2 separate regions of the Hordeum vulgare genome follow, and region 1 is linked to region 2. A link is a contact called in public Hi-C data. All regions are on one chromosome and are shown on one strand. Each heading gives the region's core, a stretch centred on a gene start, on an enhancer-like site or on the middle of the called end of the contact. The rest is flanking DNA. Distances are from core to core; before and after follow the strand shown. Region 1 overlaps LOC123427489 (protein CHROMATIN REMODELING 19). Region 2 has its middle 31 kb from the start of LOC123427487.

Region 1 (2,716 bases), core at 146-2,645, 380 kb before region 2:
TTTTTGTAGTATATATAGGTGGAATGCTTTTATGCTATTACGGGTGCTTATAATGGAACTGCCCGGCCTTCTACCCCGTTTGTGATTTTTGTTAATAACCTTATATTCACTATCCATGTACTCCCTCCGTATAACAAGAAGGATGGGTGATTAGCGATCTGGTTTTGCCTAGTTTGATCCTTTGGACTTCACCTTGAATTTGCTTTGCGCATGATTGTAAGAATAATCTCAAGCATGGTTCTGTTCAGATACAGCACAAGCCGCAAGCGCCGCTGCCGATGCCAAACCGTCGGGCCGCACGGCGTACTTGTTCTGGCAAGCCTGGCCTGGCGCCAGCTCCATGATGTGGGTAATCAAAGAGAAAGGCTGCATCGCGGACCGGCTCAGAAGTTGCTGTTTAGCTGCACTGCACGCACATGAATGATCTGATGGAATCATCTGGGGCGGAGGGATTTGTCTCCGGACGACCATGGGAATGACTTCTCGTGGGTGGATTTGATTTTGCTGTCCGTCCCGTGGGCTCGGTCCTGGGCCATTTGTTGCCCTCCCTGCGCGCCTTTTAACCCTCTCTCTCATCGCCGCCGTCCGGATGTCTTGGAGCCGGCCGGCCTGTGTACGCTTCTGGCGACGCTGGTGTAAGCGACACCGGGGAAGCGGCCATGCGCCGTGGTGCACTCGCGTACTGGTGTTGTCGGGATACATCAGACCGGAAAGGCGACGGGACCGTTCAAACGAGCCAAACTAAAAGCTCCTGGTTTCTCAAAAAAAAAAAAAAAACCTAAACACTCCTGTTTTCTTGGAAAACTGAACGGGAAAGATTCAACCTGATATCACAACGTCGCGAGCTCGGTAGGACGTTGTCGCCACGGCGTTTCTGCTACAGATTCCATTCGAAGTGCCAGGTACGTCGCACTGTCAACTGTGATGTGCTCAAAATGGGATCAATGTACGGAACATACTTTTTTTTTTCTTTCGAATTTGTATGGATATGCATTGAAGATTTAACTTTCTATAAACCTTTCTGGGAACTTGCGAGTTGCATCTCGGCCAGTCCCCCGGGACCGGGGTTTGAGAAGCGAAATGCCCCGGCCCCTCTCCTTGTCGCGCCCATGTTGCCATGTCACTCACACCGAGAGGGGAATCTTTGCGTGGGCGTGGGGGCCGCCGTCGCGGAGGGCGCGCGTGGGAGGGCCGGGTGGCACGGAGAGTTGGAGCCGTCCCGTGAACCCTCTTCTCCTTTGTCCCGGCGTCTTTATCGATCTCGCGTTGGCGACGTCGGCGTCATACCCACATACGTACGGATGCGCCGGTGAAAGCCATGATACACGCCTGTCTTCTGGACCGGATCTGACCTCTGGTCTCTCTCGTCGGTGACAACATCTATCATGCATTTGCTTGCAGCAGCATGGTTCTCGTGCTTACGTGATTCTTCACTAAATCGGTTTTGCACGTTGGAGGACGGTATGATTAGACGCCGTCTCGTAGCAGCTGCATGAACCAGTTAATAAAACAGTGCAGAGACGAGACCTTGGGGATATTTTCTTTTTCAGTTTGTTGCACCATCCTGACGAGTTTCGATATGAAAATGGTCGATGCATATGTCTCCAGCAGTCCAGTCCATGCACGTCGCTGTTGTCGACAGAAATCTTCAACCTTTGCGCCCGTACTTCCGCTTTCAAATCAAATCCCAAAGAGAGAAATTCCCCGCTGACAGGATCTCGTCAACGCAGAGAGTAAGCACCAATTAATGCAGCCTTGGACTACATTGCCGGAGAACAGAGTACGAGCTACTACACTACACTACTAGATATAGTCTTCGACATTCCTCTCGTTGTCGGGTTTCATCTTTTCCCTGATCCTACCGCGGCTTGAATGCGGTGGTTTGTCTCTGTTACAGCACCTACCTACGTACGAGAGGCTAAACACGTAGCCTTTGGAAATTGAGCAACAAATTTACCTCCGCTGGCTCCGTCGCGTAGGAGGCTAAACTAGTGCAGTACTACTGTAGTAGCTAGGACCATGGGGAGAAAATTCTCCTCTCCCAATCGATCGCATCTTAGAAATGCTCGCTCGTTTCTATGCGCGCGTCTACCCTGCAGGCGAGGGAACTGGTGGAAAGTATACCCGATTGATTGGGACGGTTGACGGCACAGGGAGCACACAGATGTTCTTGGCAGGCCCGGACTCGGGACAGAGACACTAGTGCACGTGTCAATACTTCACTTTCAACCTCCGAAATTATCGCGGGTGTGAAATGTCAGATTATACTCCCTCCGTCTCGGTGCAATAGGCATCTTATGAAAAATAAACAATTTCAAAACACTAAGGCACATTAGAGTAGTACTAATTGCATGCATATTAATTAGACCACATCTATTAATTGAAGGACTAATGCATCCAATTTATGCGTCATGTTTTTTGGATTTGAAGAGGTCTTTTAATTAATAGCATGTTTTTAATTGAGAAAGGAATAATGTGATTGGCTTCCTCTACAATTTAATTTCTTCTCCTACCCAATCTCAACGTGCCTAGGTTGCAGTGCACCTTCTAATATGCCTAATGCACCGAGACGGAGGGAGTACTGGATTGACTTCTGGATTACAAGGATGGCGATAGATTGCGTCGTCACCAGAAATTTCAGTTTTGGTTCAAGTTTTTTTTGTTCCTTTCTTTCTAGACAACTATTTTTGTTGTTTGTTTCTTCTGAGGCGGGTTC
Region 2 (2,783 bases), core at 198-2,697:
ATTATTGCCTCTAGGGCATATTTCCAACACGGCGGGGCGGCGTCGGAGAGCTGTGGCAGGGTGGCGGCCGAGCAGGGAGCTGCGGCGGGGCGGCGGCGGGCGGGAGCGGGCGGCGGTCGCGAGGCGAAACGGAAATGAAGTGGCGGTTGGGCGTTTGGCAAGCGGACACGGTTTTACATCAGTTGCATCTCGTGATGTAAATTTGCATCACAAAGTTTTCAGTTTTACATCACCGGGAGGCCGCGGTCCAAATTTCTTTACATATGGACCGTTTGTTGGAGCATCTTTTTTGCCCCAGACGGTCCAAAAGTTAGTTATTTTTACATTTGGACCGTCTATTAGAGATGCTCTAACCTGATGATTCATACACTTATACAAGATACACCCAGGATGGTTTTCAGTAGTGGACTCAAACCGCCTGATCTTTCGGATCTTGCAATCAGGGCACTGGATCAAAGGGAGCCCCCAGCAGCGGCCCCCGATGAGCTAGCCACGCCGGACATAGAGCAGGGGATCAAAGGGGAATCGGCTGTGTACGAGGGGAGTAGTATGATGGAGTAGAGGATTCGAGCGATTTCGGCGGCGGACGAGGGGAACGAGAGGGGGGTCGGTGGCGGACAAGAGGAACGAGAGGGGAATCGGGTCACAAGAAACCCTCGACGTGTCATGTCCAGCACCACGAGCCAAAACGTTCTTTTGGTCAAATTCGTCCACCTGAAAGTGATACGAGCCGACACGATATGGTTTACCGTACAGGGACCGAGTTCAGCGAGTCCGGTGACCATAAATTGCGTTTCCATTAATACAGTGACGAGAGTGAAGTCTAGAACCAAGCTCAGTTACTGTAGATGTAATTTTCTCCCAGCGGTGATGCGGAGTTCCAGATGTGGCATCGAGCATGGCTCATGGCGTGTCGTCGACATGCTTGTTTATGTGAAACATGTGAACCAGAATTACACAAAAGATGCAAGTTTTGGGGGTACTTTTCGGCTCATGTACACTCAAGCTTCCCTAACTTTGACTCGCATTATATCAAACTTTCCATAGCTTTGTTGTGCGAAACATCTACACGAAAACATTTCATAACATCACGAACTTAAGAAAAAATATTAGCATACTTATGTGAACAATAATGATTAAAGTTGCACAATGAAAACCATCACTCCGTCTAAAAACCTATCCACAGAAGGAGTAGATATAGCTTGTGACCGGAACCGAGTTGGCGTGACATACGCCTTCACACGACGTGTCGGTATGAGAAATTGATGTAAATTCCCATGTGGTGAAGGACAAAGCAAGAGTTTGGTGGTTGGTGCAATGCGCCTGTCAGCAAAGGAATGTTCAAGTTGAAATGCAAGATTCGCTACTGCGCTATCATTCTGTTCCACACGGCCGGCCGTACATCAGAAAAAGCTTCGGCGTTTCCCCGTCATCGCCCTGCGGGCGGCCTTTGCCCTCTGGTGGTTACTCGTCGCTCGCTCGCTCGCTTTGATTATTGTGTGGAGGCCCCTCCGTACTGCGTCGTCGTGTTGACGACGGTGACGCCGGCGGCGACAGGGACGGGCTACCGTGAAAGCTCAAGGTCGCCCATAAAAGTTGCTGCGATTTTCCAATTATTCTTGGGAGGAAAGGGAGGCTCTGCAGTGGACGGGGGGTGGCTGTGATGTGTGATGAGCCCGGTCACTCGCCATCAGCCTTTAATTTTGTCTACGTGTGCTTGATGTTCCATGTTGCCAACAGAGGACACGCCAACGATAAAGATTCTCAAAGCTACAACTGTTTTCCTAGGTTAGGTATTGATTAGGTTAACAAAAGTAATACTGTTCTTGCTAGGGTTTCCTCGATTCGTTTGAAGGATTTATCACATGTCCGAGTCCTTACTAATTTCTTTCTAGATGACTTGTTTGATGTGAATCATAGGGTTGCAAACTATAACCTCCTAGTTGTTTATTGATAATCCTGCAACAAAAAAGATCATTGTAACCTCCTAGTTTTGTCGGTACTTCCTCTACATAAAATACAGTGCGTATTATTATTTTTCTACAATCTACATAGTTTGAGCAAGTTAATGAAAATAAATATCAACATCAACGACACCAAGCTTGGTCAAACTTTGTCCTGAGTCATATTTGGTTTTGCATACGTGATATTTCTCTATAAATTTGGTTAAATTTCACAAAAAATGATGAGGGACAGAACTACTATACATTATATTGTGAAATTACAATAGTACAAAGGTATTCCCATCATGGAAATAACTACCAAATGTGGCTATTTGTTTGCATCGCTAAACTGTTCGTAGTGAACTCGAACCATGACACCATTTTTTCGAGCATGTCTGATCTACCTCGGGTACATTTGATAATCATCATCCCGGTCTTTTGCGTCATCTTCCCTCTTCCGCACCTAGATCGTTGGTTGTAGCCACGTCGCGCTCCAATCTCAAATTAGAGCAGGCAGCCAAGGAAAAAATTACCGACATGTGAATCGGCCCTCCTCCCTAGTGGGTGTTATCTTAGGTGTGGGTATTCAGTTTATCTAATACTTCCTCCGTCTTAAAATAAGTGTCGTTGTTTTAGTATAAAATTTGCATTAACTTAGTATAAAATTTGCGTCACTTATTTTGGACGGTATTTTATAAAGAAATATGAGAATGTTTATATCACTATTTTATACTCCCTCCGTCCCAAAATAAGCGACTCAAAAACGACTCAACTTTGTATTAAAGTTGGTACAAAATTAAGTCATTTTTGAGTCACTTATTTCAGGATGGAGGGAGCATT

The links. Hi-C and Micro-C count contacts between places; a contact is called where the count stands out from the background.
Region 1: a Hi-C map of leaf shows a contact between it and region 2, with 5 times the contacts expected there. The contact joins two enhancer-like sites. A contact is called at or near these places in 2 of 6 Hi-C or Micro-C datasets (leaf and seedling).

What each region holds. Positions count from the first base shown.
Region 1 is chr2H:588,632,435-588,635,150 of MorexV3_pseudomolecules_assembly, reverse strand. It overlaps LOC123427489 (protein CHROMATIN REMODELING 19), which reads left to right. Exons shown (of 13, transcript XM_045111553.1): 13 at 249-563. Among protein-coding and RNA genes, the nearest start is that of LOC123427489, 9.5 kb to the left of the region's middle. Within about 2 kb of position 1,395, at least 3 of the 3 cell types and tissues checked have open chromatin away from gene starts, as enhancers often do. A contact at or near this core is called in leaf and seedling, where this site is marked.
Region 2 is chr2H:588,250,830-588,253,612 of MorexV3_pseudomolecules_assembly, reverse strand. No RefSeq gene overlaps it. Among protein-coding and RNA genes, the nearest start is that of LOC123427487, 31 kb to the right of the region's middle. Within about 2 kb of position 1,447, at least 2 of the 3 cell types and tissues checked have open chromatin away from gene starts, as enhancers often do. A contact at or near this core is called in leaf and seedling, where this site is marked.